Regions from separate parts of the Mus musculus genome. Here all the other regions are linked to region 4. The links are chromatin contacts, called in public promoter capture Hi-C maps. All regions are on one chromosome and are shown on one strand. Each heading gives the region's core, a stretch centred on a gene start, on an enhancer-like site or on the middle of the called end of the contact. The rest is flanking DNA. Distances are from core to core; before and after follow the strand shown. Region 1 holds the start of Tmcc2 (transmembrane and coiled-coil domains 2). Region 2 holds the start of Dstyk (dual serine/threonine and tyrosine protein kinase). Region 3 holds the start of Nuak2 (NUAK family, SNF1-like kinase, 2). Region 4 holds the start of Mdm4 (transformed mouse 3T3 cell double minute 4).

The links. Capture Hi-C pulls out chosen DNA fragments and counts their contacts.
Region 1: a promoter capture Hi-C map of adipose tissue shows a contact between it and region 4. The contact joins the promoter of Tmcc2 here to the promoter of Mdm4 in region 4.
Region 2: a promoter capture Hi-C map of adipose tissue shows a contact between it and region 4. The contact joins the promoter of Dstyk here to the promoter of Mdm4 in region 4. A contact is called at or near these places in 1 of 39 promoter capture datasets (cranial neural crest), 1 of 115 datasets of contacts at active chromatin or transcription factors (astrocytes) and 1 of 9 other capture datasets (adipose tissue).
Region 3: a contact with region 4 is called in a promoter capture Hi-C map of adipose tissue. The contact joins the promoter of Nuak2 here to the promoter of Mdm4 in region 4. A contact is called at or near these places in 1 of 115 datasets of contacts at active chromatin or transcription factors (pancreatic cancer cells) and 1 of 9 other capture datasets (adipose tissue).

The regions. Positions count from the first base shown.
Region 1 is chr1:132,390,103-132,392,802 of GRCm38.p6, forward strand. It overlaps Tmcc2 (transmembrane and coiled-coil domains 2), which reads right to left and starts at 1,284. Exons shown (of 5, transcript NM_178874.3): 1 at 875-1,284. The coding sequence starts at 1,081.
Region 2 is chr1:132,416,069-132,418,768 of GRCm38.p6, forward strand. It overlaps Dstyk (dual serine/threonine and tyrosine protein kinase), which reads left to right and starts at 1,385. Exons shown (of 13, transcript NM_172516.4): 1 at 1,385-1,802. The coding sequence starts at 1,538.
Region 3 is chr1:132,314,801-132,317,500 of GRCm38.p6, forward strand. It overlaps Nuak2 (NUAK family, SNF1-like kinase, 2), which reads left to right and starts at 1,325. Exons shown (of 7, transcript NM_028778.4): 1 at 1,325-1,672. The coding sequence starts at 1,430.
Region 4 is chr1:133,024,046-133,026,745 of GRCm38.p6, forward strand. Mdm4 (transformed mouse 3T3 cell double minute 4) reads right to left here and starts at 1,371. Exons shown (of 11, transcript NM_001302801.1): 1 at 1,203-1,371. Gm41953 (a long non-coding RNA gene) reads left to right here and starts at 2,688. Exons shown (of 3, transcript XR_878532.1): 1 at 2,688-2,700. It also overlaps the pseudogene Gm29257.

The DNA.
Region 1 (2,700 bases), core at 34-2,533, 630 kb before region 4:
GAGCTGACATCTCTCTCAGCCCAGTTGTGAGCTGGCCTAAGGAGCCTGAGCTGGCAGTCCCGATGGTAACTCCAGCAAAGGCGCATTATTTATCCTGGCTGCTGCTGTAATTGATACAGAGATGTATTCAATACAGCTCGCCAATAGTCTGGAAGACCTCGGGCTGGAAAATAAACAGCTCCATGTGAACGGTCCTTTCCAATTCTGGTTCTAGCTGCCGGCTCAGCATGTGTGCAACTTGAACCGAGGCCCCAATCAGCCCAGGCTCTGCCCTGCCACCTGTCAGTTCTCCACCCTGGGGGTTGGTTCAGGAGGCAGAGAGGGATCTCCAAGCACTAGCTTAACCTCTGGCTCCACCTAACGGCAAGACATCTACACCCCCCTTTCATAGATGGACAAACTGAGCTTCGTTCAGGAAGATGCTCAAAAAAAAAAAAAAAAAAAAAAATCCGCACTCGGAGGAGGCTAATTGGCATAGGAAGGTAACGGTCACCTATTTAGCTTCCCAAGCTACAATCTTCTTCTCTAGCCTTCCTACAGAAGGGAGAGTACTGTGAACTTTCTAAGTTAGCATCTTAGATCTCGCCAGCCCTTTGTCTGCAAAATAGGGTTTCACACACGTTCTTCAAACAATCTCAGATGAGTGAGTCATTAGAACGTTTGCTGAATAATGAAGAACACAGAGGACTGAGATGGAGCTGATAGACAGGAACAAATGGTGCCTAGCTTCCCCCTCCGAACCTAGCCGAACATCATTCATCCTCTCTGACCTTTGCGAGCTTCCCCATCACTTTTATTCGGTTAAGACACTTCTGCGAGGGGTGGGGGAAGCTACGTGGCGGGCTGGGCTTGCCTGGAGACGGTCTGCGCTCACCTTTAAATCAGGAGGCTTGCTTCGGGGACCCGGGTTGGGTGCCACCGCAGCGCCAGCATCTGAAGTTGGCCCGCCAGCGGAGTTAGCACTCGAGGCCTCCCCATGCCGGAGGTCCGCGCCTGGCAGAAGGCAAGCAGCGTCTTCCATCCCAGCCCCATCCTCCTCGCCCTGCTGTTGCTGCAGCTCGTCCGATTTGCACCTCTTCATGGTGTAAGTGGGTCGGCAAGGGGAATCTGTCCTTCTAGCGTGCTATCTTGGGGAGAGACCGCACCCCCCTCTTGCACTCAAAAGACCTGGGGTTTAAATTATGGACGAGGGGAGTAGGCAGATCACGAGTTCTTGAATTTAAGAAATTATCTTTTTAAAGGAGGATGAGGGAGGGGCGAAGAGGGGGAGCCTTAGGATAGTTCATTCCGACCTGGGGAGCGGAGGCAGGTCGCGGGCGAAGCCGGGCTGCAGCGGTCCTTAGGCAGTCACTGGCGCGGGAGGGGGGCCGCTCCCGACCCCCAAACTTTCTGCCTCAGGGCCCCGCAGGGCGGCGGGGAGCTGGACCACACCGCGCATCCCCGCCCGCAGGCCGGACTGCTGGGCCAGGCAGGGCACGCGGGAGCCGGCCGGGCGGGTCCCATAGGGCCGCCCTGGGCACCCGGCCCCGCCGCCGCCCGCCGCCCGCCGCCGCCCCGCATGGGCCTGCCTCCTCCCGCCCCGCGCCCCGCTCCTCGTCAGCAGCCGCGCAAGGCTGCGGCCACAGCCCGCCGCGAGCGCGGCCTACCCCGCCCGGGCCTCCGCCCGCCAGCGCCAGGGCGAGGCGAGCGCAGATGGCGCCGCCCGCCAATGGGAAGGCCGGAGGGCTGCGCAACGGCGCGCGGACACCGCTGTAGGCTTGGTTGCACCGCGCGTCCCCCGGGAGGGTCTGGAGGGCTGAGGCTGTGTTGGAGCTCAGCTCTGTGCCGGCTTTGGAGCCACCTCTCCCAGGCTAGGCCTTCACGATCACCCCGCCCATTCGCTTTGTTGGGGGACACATTAAGTGTTTATCATCACTCCCCTAACTCTGCACCTTATATTATATGCATCCCTTCAGTTAGAGACAAGCTAGTCCCTTCTAGAATAGGTGGTTTGGGTCGCAAACCCATGCCTACCTTCATAGCTACAAAAGCAAAGGAGAGGGACTGTTCTGCTACATCCCCTCTTTCTCTGTTTTAAATACACATCTCATAAGAACGCAGGCTTTATGTTTAGAAACTCAGTGCCCAAATACATGCTCACCAGAAGCAGCTTTTTAAAAGGAATGGGTATTAATGGTAGGTATTAATGATATGTACTGAAGACTGGAAAAAGAATGTTACATTTGCCCCATACTATTGCTAAGCAGTTTGGAAGATGAGAGCAGATGGAGCTACCAAAAAATGGAGAGTAGTAGTATTCTACTCTATTAATTCCTATTCGTTCTGCAAACTGTATGCCTTCTTTGGCATGGATGGGTTGCCCTTATTCAGCATCCAGTAGTTCTTAAGGCATAGACTGGACCCTGCATCATCACCATCGTAGTCATCATCATCATCACCACCACCAGGGAACCAGACAGAAATACGAATTCCTGGATACAACTAAATCAGAAGTCATGGACCCAAAGATCCATGTTTCACAAGCCCGTCGGGTAATTCTCACACAAGGTAACATCTGAGAAACACAGGCCTGGGCTACTGTAAAAGGCTGCGCCTCCCCCTGTGAGTCACAGAGCTTTCTCTGAAGGATTTTACAGTTTGCCAGTCTCTTTCACACTCACCAAACCCTTCTTGCCTCACTTCGGTCCCACTAGTCTGTGA
Region 2 (2,700 bases), core at 135-2,634, 610 kb before region 4:
TCGAAATGAGGTCTAGTTATGTAGCTTAGGGTGGCCATACCCTTGGGATTACCCTTCCTTGGGCTCCTGAGCGATGGGATTACAATTGTGTCTTCCCATGTGTATCTCATGCAGATAGATTCTTCCTCCAACCTAAGGTTTCTCTCCACTGATCCCCTAACTAGAAATCTTTGTGATGACTCATCCTGCATTGCTTTGTTAGAATAGAGACAGGGTCTCACTATGTATGTAGCCTTGTCCATTCTGGAACACACTCTGTTGATCAGGCTGGCTTTGAACTCACAGAGACCTTCACGCCTCTGCTTCCAGAGTACTGAGTCTAAAGGCATACACCACCACACCCAGCCCATGTTCTATTTTTAAATAGTGCTCTTACACTATCAACCTTTTTTTTTTTTTTAATTTCCATTTGTGTTCTCACTTCTGTTTTACCAAGCCTTTTGGAAAGCAAGGGGAATACAACTTTGCAAAGAAGAGAAATGGCCAGAATGTGCAAAGGGAGGCGTAAATGGGAAGGAACACAGGGCTCCTTTTTTGCAGCTAGCCTACCTTAAAGTGCAGGCTCATTTGAATGCGTGATCTTTTAAAAAGTGCAACAAGTTACAGGTTAAAGCCTTCACATTTCACATTGAGCCCAAGTTACTCAAAGTTCAATCAGGTGAAGAGGTGACTGGTGTCAAGTTCTGTCCCGTTTGTGGCTTGTGTGTCATGGAGTCCGTGACAGTCTGCGTCGATGGAAGTCTGGCACACTGACAGAAGCCTTGTTAAGATAATCAGTTTAGAAGGCTACTAACTTCAACTTCCCCTTACCCCTGCCGACTGTACAAGAAATCAACTGTCCTTTCTCTTAGGTCTCACCCACCCTTTCACACCCCTACCCCCTTTCCACATCTAGAGCAGGAAAAAAAAAAAAGAAAGAAAGAAAGAAAGAAAGAAAGAAAAGAAAAGAAAAAGTAGACTGTAACACAAACAGTAGAGTTTTCACTATTCTCCGGGTATTTTCAACCAATTCTCTATTATCTGTTGTAACCATTTGGGGTAACCACAGACATATTTTGTCCTCGGCCTTATTTCCTTCTACTTATTAAAATCTTTCTTTCTCCTAGATTTGAGGTACCCCATTTCTGCCGGGGTTCATACTCTGCGGGTTCTGCCTTTCCTTAGGAATTCGTGTACAGTGCAAGAACACCTTTTAAACGAGAAGAGTGTAAGCACAGGGATCAGTAGGGTCCACCCGCTAGCTTGCTTCCCTGTGGGCGTTGTGGCATTCCACCCAGCCCAGACTACAAGTCCCAGGAGCCCGCGCAGCGACGGTGCCTCTGTGAGCTCGTCCCTGGCTCCGCTGGGGAGCGGAGTAAGGTTCTGGCCGGAGCCAGGCGCTCTGGCTGCTCAGCCGCGGCAGTGACGGAGGCTGGAGGCCGCGCGGAGCGCCGGCAGGGGCGTCGGGAGGCGGATTCCGCCTTCTCTGAGCGCTAGGGGGCGGGAGGAGGGGGCCGGGCCAGCGGCTCAGCCAGCCGCGAAGACAGCTGGCTGAGCGATGGAGGCCGACGGGCAGTCATGGGCCGGCGAGTCCGTGTCGGGCCCGGGTCCCGGAGGCGGCGGAATGATCCGCGAGCTGTGCCGGGGCTTCAGCCGCTACCGCCGCTACCTGGGACGGCTGCGGCAGAACCTGCGAGAGACCCAGAAGTTCTTCCGCGACATCAAGTGCTCCCACAGCCACAGTTGTCCCTCCTCCCCCGCGGGCGGCGGAGCGGCCGAGCTTGGCCCTGCCGGCGACGTCGCCGAAGCCCCGCTGCCGGCGGGTAAGGACAGGCCCGATGGAGAGAGGAAAATCGGAGGGTGGCATCTCCGTCAGCAAAACAACTCCAGGAGGAGGCGGCCAGTAGGAGAGGGCCGCGGGGCGGCGCGAGGCCTGGGCCTCGGGGATCTTAGATGAGGTGGGAGGATACCCTGGGGAGAGGTGGCAAGGGCTCGAGACCGGGAGGCAGAATTCGAAAAGGCTAAGCGGAGAGGTGAGAAAGTTGCTTTGAATTGGGGTGCTTGGTATGGGGACCGAGTCCCCGGTTAGGTGTTAGGTTGGGTGTTTCTGAAGTCTCTGGGCGCCTTCGGACTGCACTGGTATGTGAGTGTGTGAGCGCGCGGGGTTTGGGTGTGTAAAGTGCTTGCAATCCAGTCAAGAGGCAGCCCTGCGAAGATGTCCTCTAAATAGGATTTGGAGTTGCCAAAGAAAAGGATATTTAATGGGTGTTAGAAATTAATTGGTCAGAGATGTTACTTATGGTGAAGGAGTTAAGAAATGTTTTGTTGTTGTTTTTGTTGTTGTTATTGTTGTTGTTGGGAGTGGAGTGGAGTGGGGCGGCCCTGAGCCCTTGAAAAACTTGCCCTTCTTGACTTGATTCCCCCCTCTCCTCCAACCCCTCGGGATGTATCAGAGGCCTCAGATCACTTTAAATACTGCAAGATCTTTGATCCTCCTTGAACTGCAATTGGTGGGGAACTAGAGGGTTTAACTTTTACCACCTTCTCCTTAGGAAGTTGATGAGAGAAGCCACTGACTTTCCATGTGGGTAGGTAGACGGGGCACAACCTAACAGCAGGTATGTCCTTGGTTTGCCTTTAGTGATTCTCGAGCTGCAGTGTAGATTAAAATAACCTCAGGAGTGTATTAAAAATGCCATGTCTCAGGTTGTGTCTTATGGA
Region 3 (2,700 bases), core at 75-2,574, 710 kb before region 4:
CTGGACAGACCCCAGGAACTGACAGACAGGGCGCACAGAGAGCAGACTGGTTGAGCCTTTTCTATTTTCACAGACTACTCAGAGTGGAGAGGCAAGCTGGCAGAAGATAGGGCACTAAACTAGCTATACAGTTTCCATGGACCGTCCGAACTTAGAGAAGGCTGATTCCCGGTGGATGGTCTCTGGCTACAGAGAGCTCCAAGACAAGGAGATACCAGTTATTCCCTCTGAAAAGATTCAAAGGGCAAACAGAAGTAGGAAAATGGGCAGAGAGTAGTTTTTTTTTTAATTTGATAATTGAGGACGTAGTCCTCTTTGATCCTCTGCCAAGTCCTAAAGATACAGCTAGAGATGAGGTCCTGCAGATGAGGGAGGGATGCCTGCCCGGAATAGCTAGAATTAGGGAAGTCCTCTTGTCCTGTACTCTTTCCCTATAGGCCAGTATCTGAATTCCAGGCTTTCTTGCCAGCTGTGTGGCAGAAGTAAACTCACTTTCTACATCGGAAAGGGGGGTCTGGACATAGCCTTCCAGGCCCCTTAAATGCAGCCAAATCTTATGCCCAACCTCCTGCTCTTTTGAAAAAAAAAAAAAATCCACTGGGAGGAAACCCTGGGACCAAGACACTCCTTACAGATTTAGGAGCTCGTGGATGTAAGTCCTTGGAATGTGATGTGCTTTTTTCACAATTTATGGAGATCCACAAGGCCACCACATCTTGAGGGAATCCACGCAACCCTACAAAGTAAGGATTTCCCAGGCCTGTTGGATTCCAGAATCCAATTAAGGTTGGTGGAATCCAAGCAGAGTGAACATGGAGTCAGGACAGCTCTCTACCAGTGCTTAGCTGGCGTCAGTCTCCAACCCATTCCATCTCCCTATTCACTTTCTCCTTTATGGACCTCAAGAAGTTATCAAAAGGCTTTTCAGATTTTGAGCTTGGAAGAAACAATTTACTGCATGTGGAGAAATACTTCGGGACTTTCTAGTGCCCTTAGATTGTCCCTTGCCAACCGAGAACACAGCACAATAGCACAAGGTTGGCGTCATTCAGAGACTAAAGCAATTCAGAGAGCCTTCAATCCTAAAGACTGGCACTTCGGTATTAATTCGGCTCTGCCTCCATTCTCGCATTCCTGGGCCTCGGGTCCAAGTGGGCGGGGCCCCATTCACACCTTTCCGCGCCTAGCCAAGGGGAGGAACGGGGCAGGAGAGGGTGAACCAATGCGAGAGGTTTTGGTCACGAGCCGCCGGCAAGTCGGCCAATGGGACGCAGGGGCGTGGTCAGGACATTCCCCCTCGAAACGTTTTATAGCAATTCGGAACGCGGGGCTTTCTAGCGTGCTCGGGTGCGGCTGTGACCTCTGAGCCCGCGGCTCAGCGCGCGCTGCTACTGCTGCCCGACCCACTCCACCTCGCGGTCCCCGCACCATGGAGTCGGTGGCCTTACTCCAGCGCCCGAGCCAGGCTCCCTCGGCCTCCGCCCTGGCCTCGGAGAGCGCCCGGCCGCTGGCGGACGGGCTCATCAAGTCGCCTAAACCTCTGATGAAGAAGCAGGCGGTGAAGCGGCACCATCACAAACACAACCTGCGGCACCGCTACGAGTTCCTGGAGACGCTGGGCAAGGGCACCTACGGGAAGGTGAAGAAGGCACGAGAGAGCTCGGGGCGTCTGGTGAGTGTCCCTCGCGGCTCCCGGCTCTCGGGAGCTCACAGCGCGTCCCTTGCGGTGTCCTCGGCTGCGTTGCCAGGCGCGCGCATTTTAGATGTGTCTGTCCGTGGTTTTCAGGACAGTGCTCATCTGTCCTGAACCTTAGCTTCACTAGATGCCTGTAGTTTGAGAAGACGGAGCTTAACTTGAATTTTGACGGGAACAAACGTCAACAGAGTAGAATGGAAGGAGGAAGTTGAAAGCACCAGTTCTTAGTAGATGGATGAGGTGTGGAGATCTTTAACTCTGACTTGACACTTTGGGGCCTTTCCAGCCGAAATGAAGCTAAGTTTGGTTGGGATAGGTTTTTATTCTGGGAAATGTAAAAGCAGGCCCAAATGTCAGGTCCACTCCCAGCACTCCAGCCACATCTTTGGATGTGAGGCCTTTGGGGAACTTGCCCTTTTGATTTACGCATGTGTAATCGTAATAATAATCCGTAACTCTGAGCAAGTTCCTCCATCTCTGTTTTCTGTTTCCCCTTCTGCAAAAATAGAGAGAACACAGCCTGTCTCACAAGCTGCTTGGAAAAAATAAGATATAAATGTGAATGCACTTGAGCCCTGATCACAGATCCTGTGTTGAGAATGAATACTCCTATCTGGAAACCTCCCCTTGGAAGGACAGCAAATTTACCAAAAGTTACACAACAATGTTTCTTCCACTCTAGTTCAGTGGGCCTGAGTATTAGCTGGCTACTTGTTTAAAATGTGCAGTCTCTCATTTTCCACCAAGGGAACTATTTTATAAAAGGTCTATAATTCACATTTTCGCAAGGCTCAGAGCAGGTGGTTTAGGGAGAACATTTGGCAGGTCCAGTGGATGCTGTTTGTAAGGGGGTGTGTATGTACAGCCATCATTTGCCCTATTGACTATGGGAATGGTCCCCTCCCCTAATTGTTTGCTTTTGCAGCCAGTAGCTGGTTTGAAATTCAAGAAGTCATTTCATTGGTGAAGGAGAGTGGATGTTGGAGAAAGGAGTGGATTATAAC
Region 4 (2,700 bases), core at 121-2,620:
GGTGGGACTTGTGTCTCTAGCTGTATATGTAGCAGAGAATGCCCTAGTCGGTCATTAACGGGAGGTAGGGCCTTGGTCCTGTGAAGGTTCTTTGCCCCAGTATAGGGGAATGCCAGGGCCAGGAAGCGGGAGTGGGTGGACTAGTGAGCAGAGGGAGGGAGAGAGGATAGGGGATTTTCGGAGAGGAAACTAGGAAAGGTAAATAAAGAAAATAGCTAATTAAAAAAAACGAAACAGGAGTTGTTTGTGGTCTTGACCAGTACAGTAAAAGAATACTGAAAGTAATACTTTGGACCTAAACAAACTTTTTTCCTAGCAGAAATGTATGAAGGAGGAGACTAAACTTGGATATGCAGCAACTGACAGCATTATTAAACGTTTCAAATATCTTTGACACATGTCGTGCCTGTCATTAGGTAGAGGTTCCTAATCCACAAAGACCTTTCTTGAGTAGGACAAGACAGGCATTGTTTTATCCAGATGTGTCATAATAAGAGTGGTGTCAAAATCTGGGGATGTACAAGCATCGTTGGGTGGTGTGCTAATTAAAGTTCATATTCGTGGTCCCGGTGAGGTAGAGGAGCAGGCTGTTTTGGAGGCAGGGGCAGATGACTGTGAATTTGAGGTCAGCCTAGTCTATACAGCAAGCTCCGGGTTAGCCAGGGCCGGCCACAGTGAGATTCTGTCATAATAATAATAATAATAATAATAATAATAATAATGAGATTCTGTCTCAATAATAATAACACAACATATTCGTGAAGAATATTTTTTTAATTTTTTAAATGCCCCAGGTCCGTATGAAGACCGCAAACAAGTATCTTTCACACACTAAAGCAGACAATTTGCAGCCCTAGAAATTATTTAAATCTTAAGTCACGCCAATGACACTCTCCAGGTCTCTCTCTACGACTCCTTTCCTTCAAAGTGCCTCACCCACCCCGCAAAGTGGAAGAGCAAATAAAAGATCAACCCCTTCACTTCGCTTTCAGTCTGTTAACTGTGGACTCCGTTTCACCACACTCCATTTTCCTCCACCCCGGGGTCGAAGCGCCACCCTTCCCCCACAGCCCCTTCCACGGCCCCGCGGCCCACGCCGCCCTCCGCGCCCCAGGCTCCTCCCGCCCGGTTCCTAGCTCCGAAGCCTCCGGACCTTCTGTCCGCTCCCCCGGCCCCCCGCGGGCCAGACCCCAACACCACACCTTACGGCCGCTCCATGAGTCGCTCCCCCTCCTAGCTGGGGGAGGGGTGGCAGCCGGAGACCCTAAGGCCTGCACTGCATTTTGAAACTGCGAGCAACGGCAGCACCACTTCCGGCCTCTCAAACCCAGCGTTCGCAAGAGCTTCCGGGGAGGCCGGGGGAACCATAGAGCGGACCCTGGAGGACTAGAGAGCTAGAAAGGCTGAAGAATCTACCATTGAGTACACACTAGTCCGGGAAGAGAGCCTCCGGACCTCCGAGGTCAGACAGAGATAGTTTTCTATTTTATTTTACTATTGAGTCAGGGATTCTCTGTGTAGCTCTAGCTGTCCTGGAATTCACTATGTAAACCAGACTGCCTCCCGAGTGCTGAGATTTAAGGCTTGCCACAGCATACCTTGCTTGCATAAAGAGGTTTTGAAAGAAAATAGAGGCTGGTCGTGGTGGCGCACGCTTTTGATCCCAGCACTTGGGAGGCAGAGGCAGGCGGATTTCTGAGTTCGAGGCCAGCCTGGTCTACAAAGTGAGTTCCAGGACAGCCAGAGCTATACAGAGAAACCCTGTCTCGATCGAAAAAAAGCGCCGCAAGACCGGGGGGGGGGGGGGGGGGGGTTAAGCGAAAACCCTGCCACAAGAAGCGAAAGTATGAGCTGGGACGGCCCGCTGCCAACACGAAGATTGGCCCTCGCCGCATACACACAGTCCAAATTCGAGGAGGCAATAAGAAGTACCGTGCCCTGAGATTGGATGTGGGGAACTTTTCCTGGGGCGCTGAGTGTTGTACTCGCAAAACAAGGATCATTGATGTTGTCTACAATGCATCCAACAACGAGCTTGTCCGCACCAAGACCCTAGTGAAGAACTGCATCGTGCTTATTGACAGCACGCTGTACCGACAGTGGTACGAGTCCCACTATGCACTGCCCCTGGGCCGCAAGAAGGGGGCCAAGCTGACTCCTGAGGAGGAAGAGATTTTAAACAAAAAACGATCAAAGAAAATTCAAAAGAAATATGAGGAAAGGAAAAAGAATGCCAAAATCAGCAGCCTCCTGGAGGAGCAGCTCCAGCAGGGCAAGCTTCTCGCCTGTATTGCCTCACGACCAGGCCAGTGTGGCAGAGCAGACGGCTATGTGCTCGAAGGCAAGGAGCTGGAGTTCTATCTGCGGAAGATCAAAGCCCGGAAAGGCAAATGAGCCTCATGCGTAGTGTAATAAAGGTGTCTGCTGTTCTATTAAAAAAAAAAAAAAAAAAAAAGACAACTTCCATATCCCATCTCTAGTCTTCTCATTTCCCTACAAGCTAACCCTTCCTGATCCTTTGACTACTTTTCTTTTTTTTGACATGTCAATGAGCCAGCTTACTCCCTGGTCGTTATTTTCTGGACAAGAATTTGTGTTAAGATGTGGATCCCAGAAAGAGATGTTTTTTGAGACAGGGTGTAGCCCTGGCTGTCTTGGAACTCACTTTGTAGACCAGGCTGGCCTTGAACTCAGAAATCT